Regions from separate parts of the Mus musculus genome. Here all the other regions are linked to region 1. Evidence: chromatin contacts called from public Hi-C and promoter capture Hi-C data. All regions are on one chromosome and are shown on one strand. Each heading gives the region's core, a stretch centred on a gene start, on an enhancer-like site or on the middle of the called end of the contact. The rest is flanking DNA. Distances are from core to core; before and after follow the strand shown. Region 1 has its middle 33 kb from the start of Wdr4. Region 2 overlaps Tmprss3 (transmembrane protease, serine 3). Region 3 overlaps Umodl1 (uromodulin-like 1).

Region 1 (4,384 bases), core at 285-2,784:
TTGGATTTCAAGCCCTCCACCTCAGCCTCTCAGCCTCTTACCACAGCGACTGCTCCCATCTCCTTTGACCTACTCGGTTCAGCCCTCATCTCTTCTTGGTTTTGCTTTTGTCTGTCACCTTAATCCAGAGGAACTTCAGAAGCCCTCTGTCACCCTGCAGGACAGGACAGTCACCTGCTACGCTGACCAGAAAAAGACCCTCCAGTCCCATCTGCTCTTCCCACCTTACCACCAAGGACTTCCCCCACCCGACCCTGCCCCCAGGCCTGGGATCCTGACTGACTGCAGTAGGAGATTCCTGAGCCCTCTGGGAATGAATGGGGGAGGGGAGGAAAGGGGACCAGTCTAAGTAAGTGGCCAGCTAGCAAAGTAGACTGACTAGGACTCTGCTCTGGTAGGGAGAATGCAGAAGACTGGTGGACCTGCTTCTGTCCTTAGACATTAGGACTTGGGAGTCTCCCAAGACCCCAGAGTCACACCCAGCCTGAGGTTAACAAGAGCTGTGAACATATATACTGCCCCATCCACACCAGGAGGACCAGAGACTGGAGACTTAACTGGGGTCACTCAGGAAGCCTTCGAATGCCTTCCAACCTGCCCATATCGCTTCAGTAACGTAACCTCTCTGCACAAGCAACTCTTTTTTTTTTAAAGAATCATTTATTTATTTTATATATATGAATACACTGTAGCTGTCTTCAGACACACCAGAAGAGGGCATCAGATCCCATTACAGATGGTTGTGAGCCACCATGTGGTTGCTGGAAATTGAACTCAGGACCTCTGGAAGAGCAGTCAGTGCTCTTAACCACTGGAGCCATCTCTCCAGCCCCCACAAGCAACTCTTAAACCATTCAGCTAACAAACTTACGGTGCTAGTCTTCCGCCATCACCAGACTCTAATTATGCCACCACAGAGCTCTCTGAGCCGTCCCTGCTCACTTCTCAGATAAATTAGTCTCTAGCTTGTTGGGCAGGACTCGGGCCACCCTTCCCCATAGTCTTTAGTCATACCTCTGGCTTCCCAGCATGCCTTATGAAGGAGGATGCTCCACCCCTTAATTTGCATACTGCAGATGGCGATGGGGTCTGTACCTTTTCTAAGTTTTTGTTTGTTCACTGCCCATATAGCTTTCCTCTTCAGTGAAACCAAACCTTTGTTCATTTTCCTCGTGGGACCATCTTTATCGATCACAGGGGCTCTTTATTTTCTGAACTCAGAACCTCGTGGTTATTGTTATATTTTCATAACCGACAGTCTGGGATGTTCTGGTGCCCCAGCATGGCACTAAGAGGTCATGGGTATGGAGTCCAATGACTGAGTGTAGCACCTGACGAAAGAGACACAGAATCCTGCGTGTTCTTCACCCCGGGGGAAGACAGATGCGTTTCTGGCCCTCAAGAGCCTGCTGCAGCAGACCACCCAGACACCTGGCTTCCTGCCTGGGAACTGGGAGGAAGCCTGTCTGCTGTGCTCTATCCCTGCACGGTGTATAGGGGCAATGAGCACCTGTCCAAAGGTGACACAAAATTGCTGCTTCCGACCTCTGCTGTCTTTGTGCAGCTGCAGCAGCCTCCTCTCCCCTAGAAAGTTCACTCCCAGAGTTCCAGACTCTGGGTCAAAGGTCAGTTGCATCTGTGAAGCTCCAGATAAAAAAACATTTCTGGGTGGCTTCAAGTGACTGCTCCCCTGGGCTGCTTCTGCCTCCGGCTCCCCTTCCCTCCTTCTCTTCCCCATCTCTCAGTCCCTCTCCCTCATGCCCTGCCCCCCCGGGGAATGGAACTCAGTGCTTTGTGGATAACGCAGGACACTCCCATCATCCGGCCTAGCCTGCATCTCCTCACACCATCTCCTTGCCTGGATAAAGTTCATCCTAGATGGGGGAAGGACGCTCTGTCTCCACTCTCCTCCAATACCTGATGTAAGGCCTTCCCTAACCATCTGTCTGAAAGCTTTTGATCCAGCCTCACCCCTCCTCCTGGGCCCCCCTCCCCTTCCTGGTCTTATTGTCCTTCAGTGTACTCTAAGGTGACCCAACCTTGTTCCTGGGCTGAGGCCGGGATTTTTACTCCCCAGCTGTAAGTCCCAGCCCTTCTGAAGACCTCACACTACCAACGTCACTGATGGGTCTTCTCCTTGTCTGTGCTGCTCCCCCTAGCACTGGGTGCACCCATGAGCTCCGTGTGTGGGAAGTTTGGGCTGCATCCTAGGATCTCCTGGTTCATGCTAAGTCTCATTGCCATGCCTAAGATATGTGGAATTGGCCAGGTTAATGGGTGAGAGTCCTACCTGGGCTCCTTCCTGCCTCGGTCGTTGGAACTGCCCTGTGACCTGCCTCACATCTCAGAGTCAGCCAGGAACTCCAGGTCTCCCCCACCCCCACCCCTCAGATGTCAGCATAGATACCAACTACTCCACACAGTTTCTCCTGGACCCACAGGATATAGGGCCCCTATCACAGTGTTACATCCTGATTGTGGGTGATCCAAATTGCTCATGTAGGCAGGTGCCCTGCAAAAACCACTTCCCAGGAAACCAGGAAGCACACTCCTTTAATCTCAGCACTTGGGAGGCCGAGGCAGGTGGATCTCTGAGTTTGAGGCCCACCTAAAGAGAGTCCCAGGTCAGCCAGGGACACACAGAGAAACCCTGTCTCAAAACAAAAACAGGGCTGGAGAGATGGCTCAGTGGTTAAGAGCACTGATTGCTCGTCCAGAGGTCCTGAGTTCAAATCCCAGTAACTACATGGTGGCTCACAACCATCTGTAATGGGGACCTGATGCCCTCTTCTGGTGTGTCTGAAGACAGTGAGAGTGTACTCACATTAAAAAAAAAATCAAGCTTAAAAACAAAAACAAAATCAAACAAACTTCCTAGATCCTGACCTTCAGGGATGATTTTCATGGGTACGACTTCTTAGGAGCTGAAGGAAGGAAGGAAGGAAGGAAGGAAGGAAGGAAGGAAGGAAGGGAGGGAGGGAGGGAGGGAGGGAGGGAGGGAGGGAGGGAGGGAAGGAGGTGGACATCTGAGATCACTCACCTACACAGTCACATAGGAGACAAAAATCACATTGCAAATATCACTGGGCAGAAGACTGTTCCTATAGGTATGTATCAAACATGTACATAAGTGCCCATGTATGTCCACTCATGGACATGCATGCACATGTCACCTCCCTGACCTTGCTCACAGCTGACAGCAAGGGAGCTTAGAGAGAGGAAGATGTCCAGCATCCAGCAGTTTTATAGACCTGCCAGCCGACACAATGAAAGTAAAGATGATCTGGGTGACCTTCAGGAACAGGGAGGACACGTACGGTGGAGAGCTAGGCTGTGCAATGTCTGATGATTTGTGGCAATGAGAACTCAAGGCTTCCTGTTTGGTTTTGTCATCGTCATCATTATCCTTATTTAAAGTTAATTTTTAACAACAAAAATCCAAAGCACACCAGATGTGCCTGCCAGTGAGCATGCAGAAGATATGATGAGCAACAGATTGCTCACCAGTCTGTGGAGATGGTTACCGCTACAGGTTAGTATGCAGGGACACCTGTCACCAGCCGGTGTCCAGCGCTAAGGAGGTAACACTCATGACAGACAGACAGACAGACAGTCCTCTCTGATAAATTCTGAGCAGAGTGTGCCACCTGGAGAGAAGCCAGGCAGGAGAGGCCTCTGTGTGTCACCCACCCACTGCCTATAGGCAAGCTCTCCTCCTCAGTGGAAATACCAGTCACGGCAGTCACTCTAATTCTCTGCATCCATGAACACAGTTAAATGCCTTCTTTTATAAGTTGCCCTGTTCAGGGTGGCGTATCACAAAGTTATGAATATAACTAAAACAGGAATTGCCTGTACTGTTTTCTCAGAAGCCAGTGGAACATACCTGTGGTCGTCTGTATCTGGATTTTTCTGGCTCTTTTCCATTCATTGATTTTTTTTAAAGATTTATTATTATATGTAAGTACACTGTAGCTGTCTTCAGACACTTTTTCTTCTCTCTCCAGCCCCAGTGACACCAGCCCAACAAACAACCTTTGTTTCTGTCTGGTTTTGAACCGGGGACATTTCTCATGTTAGGCAAACGTGATTACCACTACACTACACTACACTACACTACACTACACTACACTACACTACGGAAACCCGCTCATTGACTTCTATCTACCAGGATCACACAACTTTGTTACAACAAGACAATAGCTCTTTAAGTTAGGTAACCTAATTCCTCCCATGTTGCTTTCTCTTTTCAAAAAAGCTTTTAGTTATTTCGCCCTCTTTTTAAAAAGACGTTTTTTTATTTTTACTTGTATGAGTGTGGCCTGTTTAGTTTTATGTCAACTTGACCCAAGCTAGGGTTATCAGAGGGAAGAGAGCTTCATTG
Region 2 (4,753 bases), core at 713-3,212, 300 kb before region 1:
GATCTGGGTGTGGCTGTACTCATACGAGTCCTTACTAGCTTGGGAGCCCCCATTTATCCAAGATCCCATCTCTCGTGAGGAGTGTGGTAGCATCTGTCATGGAGCACAGTGTAGGGAGCACCCTGGCTAGGTCCCTGTTCCTGTCATGACTGCCCACCCTGAGTCCCTGACTGCCCCATATTCTTGGACAGTATGAAGCATCAGGAAATAGTTTCTTGACTTTGTGGTGGTTTAGAGTTCCAGAACAGTCACGTGGCACCTGTGTCCCAAGACATAACCACAGGACGATACACTTGCTTTCTGAGGTTCCTCTATCCCTTGCCACACCTTCCAGGGACATATGGCCAGTCTGCACAGTGCCTTCAGTGCTCTCTGTGTAAGGGCATCACCTGCTCGAATGCCCCTTTCACAAGGGGAAGACAAGTGTTAGCTAAACCCTTTACTGAAGAAGAGCCTGTGGTACTAAACGCATAATAGTGCCAACAGACTGCTTCAACTGGTGGCTTCCTACCGGCCTGTGACTGGCAGCCAGGCCTACACTGGTCCAGCCCTACAGGCTCCATCATGCATCAAAGATGGAAGCAAAGCTGTGGAAAGTCACAGCTATGACTAGTGTTGCTGAGATCTGAGCATGTCTTGGCCTCACCTGCTACCACCTCATCCCCATCCTACCCCAACACGAGAGCCATGTTCAGTGTCTTTCTTCATTTAGATGAAGAAGCAAAGAGCTTGGGGTGTAGCTCAGTGGTGGGGTCCCACCTAGTACACACAAGACCTTGCATTCAGCCCTCAGAACTAAAAATTTTAAAAAGGAAAAAAAACAAAACAAAACCTTGAGTTAAACCAATAATTAAAAAGTAGTATAATTACTATATTTAGTAATAGTAATTTATGAAATATAGATGAGCTTTCTAAAAGACAACAGTCTCATGGCACCAGACACAATGATGCGTGCAGCCACCCCCTCTGCAGGTTGGAGGATAGCTGGGAGGTTAAGAGCACTGGCTGCTCTTGTAGAGGACCTGGGTTTGATTTGCAACTCACAACTGTCTGTGACTCCAGTCTCAAGAGATCTGAAGCCTGCTTCTGACCTTCCAGGCATTTCGCACACACATGGAGTACAGACACAGATGCCGACAAAACAGCCATCTCATAAGATAAAACTAACATTTTAAAAAAGCAAAGAAACAGAAATTAACCCCTGAGGGGTGCTAAGGGTGTTCTTGAAGGTTTCTTTTCTTATTTAGTCAATTGCTCCAAATGACAGGAACCCTTTTAAAAGGTCCTTGGGGTGGCCCAGTGCTTAAGAGCACATACCACTCTATACTGCAGTGGACTTGATTGATTCCCCAGCTCCTGCACTGAGCACACACACACACACATGCACACACACACCACATACACACAGACATGCACACACACCACGTACACACAGACACACACATACAGACATATTGCTCCCACATATATACATACAGACACATACACACATACCCCACATACACACACACACATGCACACATAACACACACATGCACACACACACCACATACACACACATGCACACACACCACGTACATGCAGACACACACATACAGACATATTGCTCCCACATATATACATACAGACACACCCACACACCCACCCACACACACACACACACACACACAAAACTTATAAATGTTTTGGATCTTCACAGCCAGTCGCTGAAGACTAGAGGGCAGGAAGGGACACGTGTTTCCTTTGGGATGCTAGGAGGATTTTTAGAACCACACAGAGGGCATGGCTGCACATGTAAGTGCGTCAAATGCCATGGGATTGTTCTCTTTTAAACATTTGCCCACGCTACATAAATCTCACTCATACTGTGTCAGCAGAAAACATCTTTGAAACTGAACTGGGTGATGATGTAAAACCCGTCTGAGATAAAGTCAGTAAATGTTTGCCTAGCACCTGATGTGTGTGTGGCCAGGCCTTGCTTCCCCACAGCCCTTCCCCTCTCAGGAGAGACGGGGGTTGTAGACGTCTGACTTTCATTGCAGCAAGGCCTCTGTGTCTATCAGAGCATCTCTCTGTTTGGTGCCCTGTGACTCTCAGTTCCCCTCTCTTCCCCTCTCTGACCAGGAGCCTCTGTAGGCCTGTCCTGATTCCCCCTCCCTGAAGAAAAGCAGATCTGGCTCTCAGCAAGGGATCAACTTCCCAGCTCATCTGCTGGTCACCTTTCTCCTTGTTGAGTCAGGCAGGGCCATTCCTCTAGTCCTTCCCCTGTATGCCTGGGTCACACCCGGGGGATTAGCTGTGTTCTAGGGCTGATACCCACATCTATCTCCTCCTGGCTCCCTGTGGCAGGTGCAGGGAACACGTGAGCTGGAGAGTCAACGCCCACCTCCAACTGGGTCACTCCACCCACCTCCAACTGTTCGTGAATCCAGTCCAGGAAGGAGGTGATTCGCGTATAGACTCCAGGCTTGTTCACTTCAGCACAGCCGATTCCAAAACTTGTTGCACCCACTAACTTCCACAGTCTCCTCTCCTGGCACACCAGGGGTCCTCCACTGTCTCCCTGCAGAGTCAATAGAAGCAAAGGTCAAGAGGCTGGGACAGCTATACTGTCCCGGCTGCACAGACTTTCCATGTCACATCACCGGAGAACCATGTGCACACCTCTCCCTGTATACTTCTAGAATGGACTCAAGACATGGCTCCTTGACCATATGGGAACGCTTCCCTCTGGCTATGTCTGCCTTCAGATCCCAAACACTACACTTTTAAGTCAAAGGTGGCCTGCGTAGCCCACTGAGCTGGAAGAGAGGGAGTCTGCCTGAGCCAGATCTAAATCACTGTGTCCAACGGCAGTACTGAGTCTCATTCACTGTGGATTTTGCAAGCCTGGGTTCATCAGCTCATAGCCCCCTTTCCCACTCAGAATCAGGCTGGAGAGATGAGGGGAGGCCACATCCTGTGTGCCCTGAAAGACTGGGAACCTGGGTAAACACAGGCTGGGCCACCAAGAAAGCCAGGGGATATCTTAAGCAAATCTCTTCCTTGTGCCATGTAAATTTGTTTTTCACGGGGAAACTGGCAGGGGCCTGTCCCATGGGCTGGGTCACTAAACTAGACCCTGGCCTTTTGCCGAGGCCCCAAGGGCTACTGGAAGTCCTTTACCTGGCAGCTGTCCACACCGCCCTTCAGGTAGCCTGCACAGAGCATGGAGGGAGAGATGATACCACCATACACGTCCCTGTGGTTGCAGATCTTGTTTGAAATTAAAGGGACAGCCGCGTGGTTCAGGACAGGGGAGGCGTCACCTGCCTCAGAGTAATGTAAGAAATTCATAGTGAGACAGAGTTCGGCTTAGAGAACAGAGTCAAGAGAACCAGGGGACATGGGACTTTCCACCTGACAGGAAGCAGTCACAGCAAAGACCAGGTCTACTGTAACTGGGACAGCAGACTGTCACGGAGCCCGTGGCACCCAGAGTGTCCCCTGCTCAGTGTGCTGTCTCACAGCCAACCAAGCCTCGACCCATGCCAGTCAGTCCACATTGCAAAAGGGAAACTGAGGCCCTGAAGGCCGCCCACCTCTGGACAGAGCTGAATTCAGTCAACAGTAACGTGTCCCTCCAAATACAGGTGTGGGCCCTGAACCTGTGGCTTTGCCATTGACTAGGGAACCTTGAAGGTATTCAAGGGTATGGTTGTGAGCTAGCCCAGATGATGCTGGTAAACTCATGAAAATTACAAGGACCTATCAACAACTTGAAGAAGGTGACATCAGAGCAACTCCAGAGTCAGATCAGCCTGTCAGCCTTGAAGTCAAGGATGAGGCCGTGAACCCAGGAGTGTGGGAGCAAAGGTAAAGGGACAACAGCTGTCACCGTCCCCAGAGACAACTGAGGAGCCAGCCTACAGCACAAGTGACCCCTGAGGCTGGAAGGTAACAAACAAAGTGGGCATTGAATCCTGGAGTTTGAGAGGCTGAGGCAGGAGGCTTGTGGTGAGGTTCATGCGGTCAGCCTGGGCTGCAGTGAGAGCCTGCATGAACACGTCTCCAAAGGCGAACCCTGAGCTTCTCTCATGGGTTGACTATAACCTCCTTCTTATTTGCCTGCCTGCAACCAAGACATGTGATCTTGCTTGGAGCAGAAGCTGCTAAAGTATGGATCACGTACCATGTGGAGGCTGAGTTACCTTGCATTTAGGGCAGGCTCTAGATCTGACAACTGATGCCATGGGGCCAGGGGTCAAGGGACTAAGATGATGGATCAACCTGGAATGTGGTAGGTTGGATACCCAGAGCTCACATTAGGGAAAAAAAAACAAAACAAATAAACAGAAAAAAATCAAAAATCAAACAACCACATAGACATTGGATCTGGGTTGACACATTAGCCAGCCAAGGAACACTAAGGATAGCTAGAGCCACCAGACACTGGAGAGATGCTGGGACAGACATCTTGACCTCAGACTTCAGAAAGATAGAGGACTCAAGTCTGCCCTTTTGAGCTTTTTGAGCCATCCAGGCCTCAGTAGTTTGGCTACAGTTTCTAGTGACAGCAGGCTGGCCTGTGCCTAGAAAATGCACAAAGGAAAGCCATTGCTGGAGAGACTGTGTCAGCACTGTGCCTTGGATGCAAGGGACAAAGATGTCCCTGGCAAGTACATGACGTGACCATCACTGAGAGTATTAGCATTACCAAAGCAGTGGAATTAGCTGAGTCATGCCTTCTATAGCAAGCTCATAGGAGAAAATA
Region 3 (4,751 bases), core at 1,222-3,721, 470 kb before region 1:
AGTGGCCATGCTACAAAATCACCAGAAAAGTCTGCCTGTGTTTGGAGCAGACAACTTAAGATTCTTTTTTATTCATTTATTTGAATGCTGTGTGTGTGTGTCAGGGGAGTGGGGATCAGAAGACCATATGCAGGAATCGGTTTTTCTCCTTCCACCATGCGGGGTCCAGGGATTGAACTCCAGTCATCGGGCTTAGTGACAAGTGCCTTTACCCGCTGAGCTAACTCACCAGATTCAGGGACACTTGCTTTTGGTTTGTTTTGTTTTTAAGATTTATTTTATCCATATGAATGCTCCATCTGCACACATGCCTGGTGCCTGGGGAAGTGGTGAGCTTCCATGTGGGTGCTGGGAATTGAACCCAGGTCCTTTACAAGGAAAGTGAGTGCTCTTAACCACTGAGTCAACTCTCCAGCTTCCATTTAAAAAAAAGCGCTTTAATTTCTGATTGGTGGATCTATGGCTGCAGAGTCTGAGGACATGGAGGGCCCCCTCTGTGAACTCCTTTCCCTCCTGTGGACTGATCCTGTAACTGCCTTCCTCACACAGAGCACCCTGTAAATAACATCCAGTGGCTAATTCATCGAACATTGACGGGAGTCCAACTCTGTATAGTGCCGTGCCAGCACTTGAGGACGAGACCCTTCGATGACAGCAAACCTCTGTCTGCCCCCAAGATCCTGAAGACACAGAGTACCACCCACCAGGCTGGTGATGGGCCTGCTGAAGCTGTGGGCAGAGCCCTGGAGTGGCCTTCATCCTCAAACCCAGCACAAACATGGCCCCACTTACCACAGCCTTCCAAGCTTTGACATCCAAGCTGCTCTGTGACTCCTGTTCTCTGACAATGACATCCTCACAGACATTTCCCATGATGCTCGTTCACGAATGGATCCCTCCGATAAACTCTCCGAGGGTGGTTTTCCATGAACAAACACTAACTCAGCTCTCCTTATCAGCATGAGTCTCATAGTTGCCTGGCAGTGACTCAGGACAACCTAGGTGAAACCGGAACGCTTTCTAACGAGTCGCAGTCATATGATGTGTATGTAACACCTCTTGCATGTTTCCCAGCACATCCATGGACATTTTTCATGTAATTCCATGGAGAGAAGGTGTGATTTTTTCCCCCCACTCTATCACAAGGAATCAGGGAAGAGGTGGGGGAGGTGCGTACCATGCTAACAGGTCCTCTACTTTGTTGATTTGAAAGATGGCCATTGGTTACATAGTTATCACCTGAGACAATAGTGTTCTCCCTAGGGAATATAAAAGCATAACAGGGTTGTAGCATTTAATTAATGTGCTTGCTTATGTTGAATGTGACTGTCACTTATACAGATCATCTGGGGGAAACGAGTCTTTCGATTTTTTGCATATTCTTGCGGGTAAGAATGACAACCGGGAGTCTGTGTGGCTAGCCACCTTTGAGCAATAAATTTTTCCTGGCACTGAAGTGGTTTGCCATGTTGCTTCCTCCCGTGTGGTTCAGTTCATGTAGCAGGCCATCCCTGGGCACTGATTCTTTGCCAGACACTCCAGGGAGATGCTGAGGTGGGGCTCCCCACCCCCCAACCCCACCTCTGTGTCATCTATCTCTTCTGACATCAGCCTGGCATCTTCCACTGACTATTATTGAGAAAAATAAAATCTCAGAAAACCCAGGTACTGAGCCCAAGACCAGGCAGCTCTCTCACACTTCGCCTCAGTCACACAGTCTCAATGACAGGCTGTGCCAGCTGTGAGGACAAACTTCAGGGTTCTGGAGACTCCAGTCCATAGATAGTCATGTCTCCTGTTGGTGGAGGAGGATGGCAGACATTTCCTCACAGAGCGCTCACCATGGCCTCTGGGGGGTGACTCTCACTTTATAGCTCAGGATCTGAACTTATCAGTTAGGCAAGTTTTATAAAGTATGTCAAGGAACCAGAATTAGAACCAAACCCATCCACTGTCAAATGGAACAACTGATCCATTGTAAAGTCTACCTCTACCTCCTGAGGAACAGGGTGGGGACGGGGGACCTCGTGGGTTTCAGAATATACCTGGGAAGTCCAGATGTTCCACAGAGTGGTCATCCTTTTCCTGCTGTGGTTCTGCCTGGGCCCCTGGAAGGCCTTACCTTGGCCCTGATCTTCCTGACACAGAATCTGTCTGGGTGTGAAATGAGACACAACAGAAATCGGATTGAGGTCCGGGTCTGATGGAGGAGGGTCTGTTTGTGCTAGAGGGTGTGGTGGAGGAAGGGCTGTTGGAGAAGGAAACCTGTTGGAGGTGGAGAGGCTGTTAAAAGAGGTCTGTGGGAGGTAGAAGGTCTAATGGGGGAAGATGTGATGGAGGAAAGGTCTGATAGAGGAGGGCCCCACAGAGATGAAGGTCTGATGAAAGTGTGCTCTGATGGGAGGTGGCTCTGACCCACTACCTGATCCAACCTGCAGCTCTCCAGTATTGCCACTAGATGGCGCGCTGAGCCAAGCCTGGATCCAGGGTAACATGAACCCTTGTGTTTTTGAAGCAAACAGGGCTCTGGCTTCTCTTCTTTGCTGGATTTGAGTCTCCTGCCCTTAAGCAAAGACGAATCTGAAGGTTTTCTGTAGGCACAGGGCCTTAGAGGTGACGCTAGGCTTTGAAAGTCAGTCGGCCCCCTGTAGTTCTCTTCATCACTCTGACTTACAGGAAGTGCAGGATGGCGTGTGTGGGGAAGGTGCAGCAGCAACATCCACTTCACAGCAACATCTGCTTTACTCAGACATTTTTGAGAAAACAGTCCCTTTCTTTCCCCCTCCCCTCTCCATTTAGGAGGAAAAGGTGGTTGGGGAAGATTGCTAGGGTTCTTTCATCTTTCTGTCAGGTGCACCAGGGGCGTCCAATCCAACCCTGGCCACAATGACTCTTCTTACTTAATCTGCAAAGTGAAATCGTGGCTGCTGCAAGCAGGAGCTTCCACCTCCAGGAGCCTTGGGCAGGCATGTGGGTATCAGGGCAGGAGCTGGGGCTGGAGCCTGAAATGGAAACTTAAGGGTTCTTTGAAAACTCTGTCGTGTTGGATGGTGTTTTTTTTTGTTGTTGTTGTTGCTGTTGTTTTTTGGGTTTTTTGTTGTTGTTTTTTGTTTTGCTGGGGCAAACACATGAAGGAATGTTTCGCTGAAGCAGACACAGAGGAAAGGATGTTCTGCTAAAGCAAGCACGTAAGAGGACACATGATGAAGGATTCTTTGCTAACGGCACACATGTATTGGTTCACCTTACATTGCAAAATTGAGCTGTATTTGTCGGGACTCCATAGAGAGAAATGCAGCAAAAAAAAAAAAAAAAAAAAAAAAAAAAAAAAAAAAAAAAAAAAAAAAAAAAACTTCTGGTGGTGTGCTGCGGTTTCTTGTTGCTTCCATGGACTCAGGCTGATTGGCAGAGTGATGTCAGCTAAGACAGACTCACGTACTGAGGCAAGACATAGGGAGGACCCGTGGAGACCCCGTGATGTTTGGAGGGAGCATCAAGAGATTCCAACAGACTATAATGGAGGCTGAGCTTGGCTGGCCTGTAGAGCTAGCTGGACAATGTCTGCTGGTCTCATGTCTTCTCTGATCTTCACTTCTCTGAGACGCTCAGCCAGAACTTTTCCTGGCATTCCTGTTGGCTCTGGTCCCTCCTGATGACTTGGGCAGAGACTGAGGTCTGGCTGTTTTGCTAGGTAGTGCTGTTGCCACTGCTAATTCGTGTTTGTTAACCCAACTCTACCAAACTGGACTGCTGGTGTATCCGTGAAGTGTATGCGAGTGGATCAAACTGCTGCTGCTGACCTGTGAAGTGAATACTGATTTCCTTACAATGCAGATGGGATTTGCTCCAAAGAACCATTTCTAAACAGGTCTACTCCCCCCACACACCCAATACCCTTTCTTTTCTGCTGCCTCTGGCAGATGATGGGCTAGAAGGGAGGTTAAAGCATTTAAGAACCATCATTAAAAGTAGGCTTAAAAGAAAACTAAAGTTATAGGAGCCCTGGCCGAGGATGTCACCAGAGCAGCTGGAGTGGCCTCTGGCTCCCCATGCTAAGTTTTGGAGCTGCTTCAGGTGAGGAAGTAGCCACTTGACTTTCCAGCAGTGCCTATAATCGAGTTAACCTTACAGAAGTCGCTGGCTTCCCCCTGGGAGCCCTCCTTTTTGCGCCTTTTTTTCTTTCTGTCTATTGAACTATCTAGATGCTTGCTATTGATCTCGGCTCCCAGCAGCCCATGGGATTTCTTGGCGATAAATCTTATTTCTAATGACACCCAGGTTCCCTAAGGAGCTGAGCAGCTATTATAGAAGTCAGATCCAGGGAATGGCTCATGGATCTCTTTCTCCAGAGTGGGCACCATTACTAATCCAGATTCACCAGAGCAGTATGGCTCCCCTCTGTGCAGGTATGTACGACCTGTCCCATCCCTTCCCACTGTCACTGATGGTCACAGAGATGCGTGTCCATTAAGCCACAAAGGGTCTTCCTCAGAGCAGAAGGACCGGAGTACTCTGGACTGTCTCAGATTTCAGTTCCTGTCTGGAAGTACACTCTAGCTGTCTTCAGACACACCAGAAGATGGCATCGGAGCCCATTACAGATGGTTGGGAATTGAACTCAGGATCTCTAGAAGAGCAGTCGGTGCTCTTAACTGCTGAGCCATCTCTCCAGCCTGCTAATTCAACTCTTGCTGGTAAAGAATGTACGAGATGGAGACCAGGAAAGAGGGGGCCACAAAATCAAAGTCGCC

The links. Hi-C and Micro-C count contacts between places; a contact is called where the count stands out from the background. Capture Hi-C pulls out chosen DNA fragments and counts their contacts.
Region 2: a contact with region 1 is called in a promoter capture Hi-C map of liver, with 2.3 times the contacts expected there. The contact joins two enhancer-like sites. A contact is called at or near these places in 2 of 39 promoter capture datasets (the 3T3-L1 cell line and 3T3-L1-derived adipocytes), 1 of 115 datasets of contacts at active chromatin or transcription factors (pancreatic cancer cells) and 2 of 9 other capture datasets (embryonic stem cells and liver).
Region 3: a Hi-C map of the CH12 cell line shows a contact between it and region 1, with 5 times the contacts expected there. The contact joins two enhancer-like sites. A contact is called at or near these places in 2 of 39 promoter capture datasets (the 3T3-L1 cell line and embryonic stem cells), 4 of 15 datasets of contacts at CTCF or cohesin (embryonic stem cells, large pre-B cells, pro-B cells and 1 more), 98 of 484 Hi-C or Micro-C datasets (the 3T3-L1 cell line, 3T3-L1-derived adipocytes, B cells and 60 more), 5 of 115 datasets of contacts at active chromatin or transcription factors (the HPC-7 cell line, astrocytes, embryonic basal ganglia and 2 more) and 2 of 9 other capture datasets (embryonic stem cells and liver).

What each region holds. Positions count from the first base shown.
Region 1 is chr17:31,477,792-31,482,175 of GRCm38.p6, forward strand. No RefSeq gene overlaps it. Among named protein-coding and RNA genes, the nearest start is that of Wdr4, 33 kb to the right of the region's middle. Within about 2 kb of position 1,535, at least 19 of the 459 cell types and tissues checked have an H3K27ac peak or open chromatin away from gene starts, as enhancers often do. A contact at or near this core is called in the CH12 cell line, the P5424 cell line and liver, where this site is marked.
Region 2 is chr17:31,181,404-31,186,156 of GRCm38.p6, forward strand. It overlaps Tmprss3 (transmembrane protease, serine 3), which reads right to left. Exons shown (of 12, transcript NM_080727.2): 10 at 3,166-3,308; 11 at 2,411-2,563. Among named protein-coding and RNA genes, the nearest start is that of Tmprss3, 14 kb to the right of the region's middle. Within about 2 kb of position 1,963, at least 36 of the 459 cell types and tissues checked have an H3K27ac peak or open chromatin away from gene starts, as enhancers often do. A contact at or near this core is called in liver, where this site is marked.
Region 3 is chr17:31,009,255-31,014,005 of GRCm38.p6, forward strand. It overlaps Umodl1 (uromodulin-like 1), which reads left to right. Exons shown (of 22, transcript NM_177465.4): 22 at 550-1,456. Among named protein-coding and RNA genes, the nearest start is that of Abcg1, 46 kb to the right of the region's middle. Within about 2 kb of position 2,472, at least 34 of the 459 cell types and tissues checked have an H3K27ac peak or open chromatin away from gene starts, as enhancers often do. A contact at or near this core is called in the CH12 cell line and the P5424 cell line, where this site is marked.